Regions from separate parts of the Sus scrofa genome. Here region 2 is linked to region 1. A link is a contact called in public Hi-C data. All regions are on one chromosome and are shown on one strand. Each heading gives the region's core, a stretch centred on a gene start, on an enhancer-like site or on the middle of the called end of the contact. The rest is flanking DNA. Distances are from core to core; before and after follow the strand shown. Region 1 has its middle 180 kb from the start of EFNB2. Region 2 holds the start of EFNB2 (ephrin B2).

Region 1 (4,945 bases), core at 25-2,524:
TTATTACCAAAACAAAACAAAACAGTGTGTTTTGGCTGTGCGCACAACATGTGGCAGTTCCAAGGCCAGTGCAACAGCAGTGACAGATGGGATCCTTAACCCACAGAGCCACCAGGAACTCCGTATTACAGAATGTTGAGTACAGGTTCCTGGCTCTGTAAATCCTTGCTTAACCATTTTACGTAGTCATGTGTACAGTAGTGTTTCAGCAAGTAGTAACCCAGGAGGAGTGTGTGCCTGTTAACTCCAAACTCATGTATTCCTCTCCCTCTTCCCCTTTGGCAACGCTAAGTTTGTCCTCTATATCTGAGTCTCTTCTTTCTGTTTTGGAAAGAAGTTCATTTCTAAAAAAAAAAAAAAAAAAAAAAAAGAGAGAGAGAGAGAAGAATTTTAATGTAAATAGTGGAACACAGAACATACGCAACTCCTCCTGGCATGTGGAATAACCCTTAAGTCAGGCAGCAAATATGTACACTTCAAAGACCACTCCTGTTGTGTATCTGCATTGGCTCCTATCTCTAGAGTGAACATGGCTTGCTTATAATAATAATAATAATGAAAGTTGCCCTTATTAAAAAAAACCTAACGATGAATTCTGTATTATGCTTGGAGATAAAAAATCCATGGATCAGCATTCACGGCGGGGCCACAGCTGAGAGATGCTGAGAGATGCAGCAGGACACCAGGAGGAGGAGAGGACGGTCCCCGCGGTGTTAATTGATAAGCGCAAGGCCGGGCGAATCAAAGAATGGAAAGGGGCTGGGAAGCGAGGGCAGCCAGGGCAGTTAACACTCCGAGGCCGGGGAGCCTGTCCAACTAATCGGCCCGTTTGTTTTCACAGCTTTGCTGGGAACATTTGCAGGGCTGGCCCGGCACTCCCTGCAGAGCCTGAGAGCGAGTGGCGAGCCAAGATACCAGCGGCACATTGTTTCACCTGCGCTGCCAGATACTCAGACAGAAAAAACACACAACACTTTGTCAAAACAGCCGCGGCCGCTGCACGCTCGTTTTTTCCCCGCAGCCCCGGTCCCGGCTGCCAAGGTACACGGCCTGGATTTATCTCCGCGGACCCAAAGATGCTCTGAGATCCCGACCAGGGCTGGGAGGGGGTGACTTAGGAAGGGAAGCGGCGTGCTCCCCGGGGAGGCCGACTCTACCTGGAAAAGCCTGTGCCAGACACATTAAATCAGGTTCCCACAGCCCTCAGCCTTACTCAGCACCTGGCGACGAGATGACTCAGACACCAGAGACCAGCGGATCAAGGTGGGGGGGCGGAGGGGGGGGCGGTTACTCCCTGCTTCATGGGAGAGCTGAGCTGTTTAATTCTCCTCCTACTGCTGGAGTCACATGATTAAAAAAAAAAAAATAGAGCCTGCCCATAAACCTAGGGTGGAATCGGTCTGCCTTTGTCTTCCCTTTGTTATCCTAGGGGACGAGCATCAGAATTGCCTTTGTTGCGTTTCCAATTCCTCGCCAGCAGAAGCGCCTGCGATAAGAACTTTCTGATTAAGCGCTAAACCTTTGGCACATATCAGCCATGCCTAATTATGAACGATCTAATGATATGTTCTTGTGTTTCTCTGACAACCACGTGTTCTGCATCGGGGCGGCATCTGGGCGTCCAGAAAGATACCGACACGGCCTCGCCCCGCACGGCGCGGGGGCGGGGCGGGGCGGGGAGCGCCTGTTCCTTAAAGCGGCCGCAAGCCAAGGAGGCTGGAGCCTTCCTCAGGCACATACCTCCTAGCGAACAAGGAAACAGCCTCTGCACCCAAGCTGTGTGTTTAAAGTAAATTTTGCGTTAGAAAAAGGAAAAAAAAAAAATCAAGTGTTGCTTGGCAATTAAAATAAGCGGAATGAGGTTATCTTTTAATTAACATTCTTCTAGTGGCGGGGGCTGTTCAGATGTTGCCACTGTAAGATTTCCTGCCTCATCTTCTGTCTTCTTTAGATTATAGATTTCTAAAAATACCTTCGGTGACAGTTGAACAGGCAGGAGAAAGCAAATCGCTGTTCTCTATACATATGGAAATAAGCTCTCGCAGGCAAACCCTGCGACAATGGCGGCAAAATCTAGATCAAAGGCGGTGGGACCTGCGTCCCTTTGCCTTTGTGTGAGGTGTGTGGGAGCCCTGGGCTCGGCTAGAGCGCCCTTTGGAACAAATAAGGCTCCCGTCCCCTCCACTCCCCGCACCCACAGGCTGCCTGAAAAGTACATAAAAGGGGCTTCTCCAGAAAGAGATTTACCATATACACTTGACACCTGATCAAAGCACAGGCGTTTGCCTCCCTGAAACAGAAGTGAGACACCAAAAAGCTGCGCTGCGTCTGTGCCCAGACCTCCGGGGGGCTTCATCCTCAGCCTTCTGGGCAAACAATTACGTGCAATCGTCCCCAGAAATGCTTCTAAAAACACTCTTTAGAAAACAACGCCGGGGGTCTCACCTAGAAGTCAGAGGCTGTCCCTGAAGTCACTTGGGTCATAGGCTCTGGTCGGAGCACTGGCAGGTGGGCTCTGTGACGACAGCAAGTGAATGTCAAAGAGCTGGCCCCATGGCCGCGCTGACCTTGTCTGAGACCGTCTCACCTCCCAAGCTCCCAGCCACCTCGTCCTCCACTTCCACTCCAAGAAAGGTGAAATACAAGTAATATCCGAATCCTTCAAAGATTAAAAACAGAGGACTTAATCCAGCTCCATTTTCCAGATGTTGAAGTCATGCCCAGGCTGCTTTTTCTAGCTCACCACGGATTGTACCTCTTCATCTTTTGGACTCAGACACTTGAAAAGGCGCAACCCTGTGACGCTATGGTTGTATATTTTCTGGCCTTTCACCAAATTAGCTCATTGAGACCCAATATTATAAAATTGATTTTTTTAAATTGTTTTTCCTGACCTGAACAAATAGCTGGATTTTTTTTTTTTTTTTTTTGGTATGATATCACCATTGGGTCTAAAATTTCCATGCAAAAAAATTAAATTTCTTTTTTTTTTTTTCCCTTAGGGATGTAAATTGTTTCCAGCAAAAGAGCAGTCTCGAAATCCCTGAGGCCCTCCTAAAGTGGAGTCTTACTAGGAATGGCAAGTGTTTGCTTTGCCTTGGTAGAATCTCACTCCATCAATTCCTGGGGCCTGGTGTCTGCCGGTCCCCTCCATGCACAAAGGCACCTTCTGGCAGCAGAGCAGAAATCACTCTCACTGGAGATCAGGGAGAGGCGATCCCCGATCTTTAAAAAAGTTTTCAAAGCCTCAGCTAATCGCTAGACAGGGCCTCAGATGGGCAGCTAATCTCATCATTCAAATTTCCTGGTTGTTCTGTTTCCCTCTGCCTGATAACGCTTTATCAGACTGTAATGGAACTTCACTCTGATGGGGAATCAGGCATTGCAACGAAATATATACATACCTTTCATATCTTCCTTTTTGGAAAGCAAGCGAATTTAATTGATAAAGCACTGAAATATGAAGCTGGAGTCCTAAAGTCTAGACTCGGTTTCAACCACCAAGCTGTAACTCAGGGGCTTAGTTTCGTATGAAATATAAACAACTGGAAAAACTTACCAAGCTGGGCTTTCCTGAGCTAAGTATGTAAAGCAGAAGGGAAAAATACAAACGAGGAGTCTTTGCAAGGAATCTGGAGAGCACTTTTGAAATGTTGTATTAAAAATTAAATTCTTAAATGGACTTTAAATGTATTGATACCACTAAGAAGCTAATATATGTAAAAGGTTTAATTCTTCTTTGGGGGTTTTCTTCTCTTTTTTTCTTTTTTCTTTTTTTACCTTTTACAGCCGCACCTGCGGCCTATGGAAGTTCCCAGGCTAGGGATCAGATTGGAGCTATAGCTGCTGGCCTACGCCACTGCCACAGCAACGCCACATCCAAACTGCATCTGCAATCTACACCACAGTTCACGGCAATGCCGGATCCTTAACCCACTGAGCGAGGCCAAGGATTGAACTTGTGTCCTCATGTATACTAGTCGGGTTCGTTACCTCTAAGCCATAATGGGAACTCCCCCAGTTCTTATTTTTAAAATTGAAATAAAAAATATGTGTACTCTCTAAGAGCTCTCTTTTGTAAAAAAGCAAAATACAGGCAAGAGAATTAATAGAAGACTCATAACTTTGCAAGCACCTGAGTACCAAAAAGATTGAAACCGGGGCTGTAAGCATGAAAACAAAGTAAAAAAAAAAAAAAAAATTAATAATCGCATTGGAAGACAGTTTGGTGAGTTTTTTACAAAATTAAACACAGTCTTCCTATACAATTCAGCATTTGTCCTCCTTGCTATTTTCCCAAATAACTTGAAAACTTATGTCCGTACAAAGACTTAAACATGAATAGCAGCTTTATTCTGAATTGCCAAAACCTGGAAGCAACCAAGCTGACCTTCAGTTTGGTGGTCCATAGAAGTGGTACTTCCAGACGGTGGAATAGGAGCAACGAAAGGAAAGGCGCTACCAAGCTGCAAAAACCTGAAGGACTAGAAGAAACGTCAGTGCCTGTGATGGCAGGCAAGCAGCCAAACTGAAACACCTATCTCCTGCTTGTATGATTCCAACTACAAGACATCCTGAGATTGGCAAATCCTAGGGGCGGGGGACGGGGAGGAGGGTGGAGGATGAAAAGGGGAGATACGAGGTCTCTTGGGCCAGTGAAACTATTCCACTGAGACGGAAATGATGATAAGTGTTGCTAAACATTTATCAAAACTCAAGAGAATGTACAACCCAAAGGCAAAACCCTCCGGAAATGGCCATCAGCCCTCTGTATCTGCACCATCTGCACCCACAGCTCCAGCAGAATCAATAGATCACAAATGCTTTTTTAAAAATATGTAAAAGTTCCAAAGAGCAGAACCTGAATTTGCTGCACATCGGGCAACTAATTACATAGCATTTACATTGTGGTAGGTATTGTAAGGAATCTGGAGAAGATTTAGGG
Region 2 (5,306 bases), core at 1,878-4,377, 180 kb after region 1:
TAATTCACTCCAGAATACCATACCAACACAGACTTGCTCACTCTAAAGTGAAACCAATCCATTTTTTCAAAAGAGCCAATTATTTTATTTTGGCAAAAACATGACGCTTGGAAAAAACCGTTCTACTGAAATGTTCATTAGAAGTGAAAACCAGGCTTTGCTTTTCTCTCCAGAGTTTAAAAAAAAAAAAAAAGGCGATACAACCTAAAAGGCTACAGTGGACACAACTCTTCTAGAACCTGTGTCGCTAACGTTTCTGTACACAGAGACCTTCTTCCCACTACTGCAAAAACTCTCAAGGGTGGGAGCAGCAGACAGCATGATTAAAGGAGTTATGGAGACAGTGAATTTTCAAAGGATTTTCTGGACCCTGTATCCAGACAGCTGCTGCTTGCTCCCTCTGTCCACCACCTGCTAAAAAAGCTGACCTCCGAATGAAACAAATCTAATTACTGAGGGCTGCTTCATTACAAATGAATTGTTCCACAGTTCAGGCGAACTGATGTGAAACTTCAATGCATCTGATTACCTTCCTGCCACATCGCATTTGCTGACCCAAACTTTTCCCTGGAAATAAATGTGCAAGTTCCCCCCGTAAGGCAACTCCTTGGCACTGGAGTTTTGTTGTTGTTGTTTTTAATTCATTCTTCAACTTAGAAAAGGCTCTTTCATATCATTCCTCCGGGGAGAAATCTTTCCAATCTCTCAAGCTAGCATCCAGCTGCATACTTTGTTAAGCAGACCTCTTTCAGGGCCCCCAACGATCCCACCCTCTAGGCCAGCCATTAGGGTGAGCATCTTAAAAGACATTCTGCTCCTGGGGAGCACGATGACCAGGCCAACAGCGTCAACAGTGCAGTGGAGGCAGGCCGCCTGCTCCAAAAGCAGGCCTCCAGGAGGGCTGTAAATCTGTGGCCACAGCTCGGAAAAACAGCCTAATCCTCATATCAGAGTGATGAGTATCAGTCATTCCCCTCCCCCAACACACTGGGGAAAGAAGACATTACTGTCTAAAACCTTAGGTTGAAATAGTTACTGCTCTACCTTTTTATCCCCACTCAGGTTAACTGTCATCCACCTCCCAGATACTTAGAAAGCAGTAGTTGTTGTGAGATCACGTATGCTGAGCCGAATGCAAAGATCACCTATACTGAGCTGAACGCTGGGAGTTTCTTTAAACAAATTTTAAAACTCAAATCCTGTTGGGGAAAAACAAAACAAAACAAAACCCCAAACCAAAACACCCCAAACCAGCCCCCAAAGACAATCAAGACAGTCTTTCAGTGAAAGTGCAAAGTGGAGCCGAGCAGGCCGCCCGCGGGAAGAGGTGAGGGCCGGCGCCGCGAGCATCGCGCATGGAAGAGTGACCTCTGTAGGCGGAAAGCGAGCGCGGGCTGGTCTGGCCCGGCTCTCCCGGCCCCGCGCCCCGCCCGCAGCGCGCAGGTCCGCGCCCCGCGCTTTCCCGCACCGCCCGGTGCCTCGCGCTTCCGAGGCTGGGGGGGGGGGTGTCAAGGTGTCACTGCTACTACCACTTTCCGGGCAAATGCAGCATCTTACAGCAAGGGAAAAAAGTAGTCCCTATAAGGCCGGGCTGCAGGGAAGGAGGTCGCCTTAAGTAACTTTTACAAGGAGCAGGGCTGGGAAGCATCTGCTTCATGGTGCCATGCAGCATCTTTTAAGAATTTCTCTGTAATCCGATTTAGCCGGGACGTTTTTCACCCTCTGATAGGGAATTCTTGGCTAACATGTTGGTGAATGTGAAATGCACCACTTTTAAAAGAGTGCATATAATTCTTTAATTAAGATGCGATCTCTAAATCCCCGTCCTTTTATTCCTAAATCCATGACGAACTCGCTCAACTTCAATTAGGTCACTGATTTTGCTTCTGATCTCAAATGCTTACTCCCCAACAGCCAATGTCTTCATGCTTGGTGTCCCAAGTTTCCCAAGGTGAAAATTCCATGATTCTATAAAATGTTTTTGGTTATGATTCGAAATGTGTCTGGAGAATGAGATGATACGCAATACTGAATGCACAGACGACTAATTATATATTTAGGGAGGGATCACCTTTTCTAAATTCTAGATGTACGCTGGTAGCTAGTACTGAAACTTAATCTGCACAAGGCCTGGCTTTCTCCCGGCTGCACTGTTTCATAAAAGCAAGTCGAATTCAAGGATCCTATTCCCCATTCCCGCCCAGGCTCCTCGAGTGCGAAGGCTTCAGGGGCTGTGTTGGCTGGGCCGGGCCTTAATTAGGCTTTTGCAGAAAACGTCCTCAAAATCAAGTCAGCTATCGCGACGGCACAGAGTTCGGGGCCGCTGGTTTAGAAAAGAAGGTAGAGGCCGACGTGCAGAGGGTTCCCCGGGAGCACTCTAAGGCCGGCCTCCAGGGCGGGGAGGAAAAGGGCTCGCCGCCCGAGTTCTCCCAAGCAGGCGAGCTCCCTGCGCACCCTCGGGCAGGCGGCGCGGCGCCGAGGCGCACGAGCTCCGGGCGGCCCAGAGACACCAGGCTCCCTTCTCCCGAGTGCTCTCCACGCCCGAGCACCGCCGACCCCGCCCGCCCGCGGGGCCTGGACCGCGCTCCGCTGCTCCTTGGGAGCACAGCATCCCCGCCTCTCCGAAGCCTGCAAGCCCTCGCGCGCAGGCCAGCATGGTTGGTGGCCCTGTTCCCCGGCCTCGAAAAGAAGCGAGGGTCAGGTATCGCCATCGGACACCTTCCCGGACATGACACTCGAGCCATCAGGGTTTTTTTAGCGCCAGGGAGCTGATGGGGGAAGGAGTGACTAGGAGGGCGCCCCTTAGGGCCGGCGCTCTGGCTGGAAGGCCGAGCGGAGTCACCATCAAGTGAAACGTGCTGGGGTGGGGGACAAGCGGACGCGAGTAATCGAGGTTCCAGAAACAGGCTCCGAGGCTCCACGGCCCGACCCTTCCTCCCGCCAGGACAGCACGGGGCGCGGCGGACCCCGGGGCGGCGATCGAGGGGGATTGCGGACGCTACTTACTTAGAGTTCGAGGAATTCCAATAGATGGGCTCTAAAACTATCGATCTGGAAATCGCAGTTCTGCATAAAACCATCAAAACTCCCCAGCAGTACTTCCACACGGAGTCCCTCCTCGCGGCCATGGCGAAGCCGCTCCCAGCTCCGCGCACTCCTGGCGTCGGAGGAACGGGGTGCGGGCCGAAAGCCCCAATCTTCCGGGCAGACAAGGAGGGACCGCAGGCAGCTCCGGGGCGCGCCGAGCAGCTCCAGCGGTTGCCGAGGCCAGGGACGTTCCCTTCGGGGCCCTCAGAACGCGGGGCGGGAGCGCACGCGCGGGGCGCGGCGGCGCGGCGGGCTCGGGGCTCCGGGGCGCCGCGCCGGACGCAGCTCGGACAGCCGTACCCCGTGCGGCTCCAGGGTGCCGGGCGCGGGGCGGCGGAGAGGGCGCGCGGCCGGGACACAAAGGCGGAGAGACGGACTCGGCGCGGGCGGCGGGCGCTGCGCCCTGAGCGGGGCCGCCTGGCACTATAGATCCAGGGGGGCGGGCAGTGGCCCGAGCGCGCGGGCGCCGCTTCGGCGCGGTTCCATGTCCCGGAGCGCGGACCGCGAGCTGCGAAGGGCGCCTCCAGGCGCCCGGGAGCCTCCAAAGTCCTCGCCGCTCCCAGCCCGCGGATCAGGCAGGAGGGGCTCGTTCCTCGCCGCGGGCGCCAGACGCGCGCGGGCCTTTGTGTGCGGGGTGGGCGCCGGGACCAGCTTCGCGCGCGGCTCCTCGCTCCGGCCGGCGCCGCCGTCCCCGCCGAGGAGAGTCAGCTCTGCCTGCGCGCTGTCAGAGCACTATAAACGCCGGGCCCCGCCCCACATCGCGCAGCCCATTGGTCCGTTGCTCCGCAGACGCGAGCGGATTGGGCGGCTGGCCGGTCCATCAGCCGCCCCCTCCCGACATTGGGAGCCGCGAGGCGGGGCGCCAGCTGACAGGTGAGCCCCGCCCCCGGCCAGGGCGGCGGCAAGAGCTGAGCGCTGGGAAGCCCTCGAGGGAGAGGAGGTTGCGCGTGCACCCGGCGCTCCCGGGGCTGCGGGATGGGGACGCTGGCAGGGGCGGGCGAATGGGGACAGGGACAGCACGGGCCACCTGTCCCCACGCCCAGCACGCGCTCTCATTGCCCGGGAAGTGTCCTAACTTCAGCCGAGGGACGACGTCGATGGCGAAACTTTCCCTCCGGAGTGGTTGGCAGTGGGTTTCCCGTGGGCCTTCCTCCTTAAATGATGTGCGCCTTCTGCGTGGACTGGCTCACGTCCTGTTCGCGCATCCCTTCGCGGCCCCCACCAGGCCTCTCAGTCATGCGTTTCACACCTGACTTCGGTACCAAACGTCAGCTGGCGCCGGGAGAAGCAAAACGACTCCCGGGGCGCGGACGTCCTGGCCCCGAGCCCTCCGCGCCTCGCTTCCCGCGAAGGGAGCACCTCTCCTTCCCCCAAGTGTCGCCTGCACACCCGCGCCCGCCGCGGGACCTTCTCCTTAATTAGCCTCTGCGACACACTCACGCCTCCCAAGGTGACCGGGGGATTTAGGGGTGACGGTGACAAATAGCGCCAAAACACAGAGGCGGCAGGAATTCTTCAGTTGGATTGTCGGCGAGGCGCTTGCCCAAAGAGTGGCTGGGACCGGCGCCTCCGCGCCGCCGCTTCCACGGACCCACAGCGCCCACTAGCGGCCGACGCGCTCGGCGGGAGCGAGCACCACGGTCTCGCCACCCGGAACCAGAACCCGCGACCCAACCACGCGGAAAGTCCAAAGGAGGATCTGCTGAAATGACAACAGCAGGGAGAGCTCGGAAGAAATAAGGCACAATACAAACGTAACAGTTCACAGTTGTTACATTTGGATACCAACACGCTTTAAAAAAAATCCTGACCCAGGGTTTCTTTAAAAATTTTTTTTAAATTATAGTTGATTTACAATGTTCTATAAATTTCTGCTGTGCAGCAAAGCGACCGGGTCGTACATACATATGCCTTCGTTAAAGGGTTTCTTTAATGTCTTAATGCAAGGAAGCGGACAGTATTCCTACATTTTTTTTTTTTTGCCAAATTATCCACTAAATTTATAACAAAATATATGTGGTAAAGAGAATCCTGTTTAGATACCGATTTGTTTTTAACTTTTCGTTGTAATAACTTTTGAAAGATTTTTATCGTGCATTAAGCATTCATTTTCTAAACATTAAACGTATTTAAACCAGGAGTGTTAAGAAATTTGTAAGACCGAAAACACTAACACACGCGAGTTATGAAATACATTCATGTTATTCCAAGGTTTCAGA

The links. Hi-C and Micro-C count contacts between places; a contact is called where the count stands out from the background.
Region 2: a contact with region 1 is called in a Hi-C map of embryonic fibroblasts, with 2.4 times the contacts expected there. The contact joins the promoter of EFNB2 here to the enhancer-like site in region 1. A contact is called at or near these places in 4 of 47 Hi-C or Micro-C datasets (embryonic fibroblasts, omental adipose tissue, psoas muscle and 1 more).

The regions. Positions count from the first base shown.
Region 1 is chr11:74,046,562-74,051,506 of Sscrofa11.1, forward strand. No RefSeq gene overlaps it. Among named protein-coding and RNA genes, the nearest start is that of EFNB2, 180 kb to the right of the region's middle. Within about 2 kb of position 1,275, at least 46 of the 83 cell types and tissues checked have an H3K27ac peak or open chromatin away from gene starts, as enhancers often do. A contact at or near this core is called in embryonic fibroblasts and skeletal muscle, where this site is marked.
Region 2 is chr11:74,229,641-74,234,946 of Sscrofa11.1, forward strand. It overlaps EFNB2 (ephrin B2), which reads right to left and starts at 3,128. Exons shown (of 5, transcript NM_001114286.1): 1 at 3,007-3,128. The coding sequence starts at 3,128.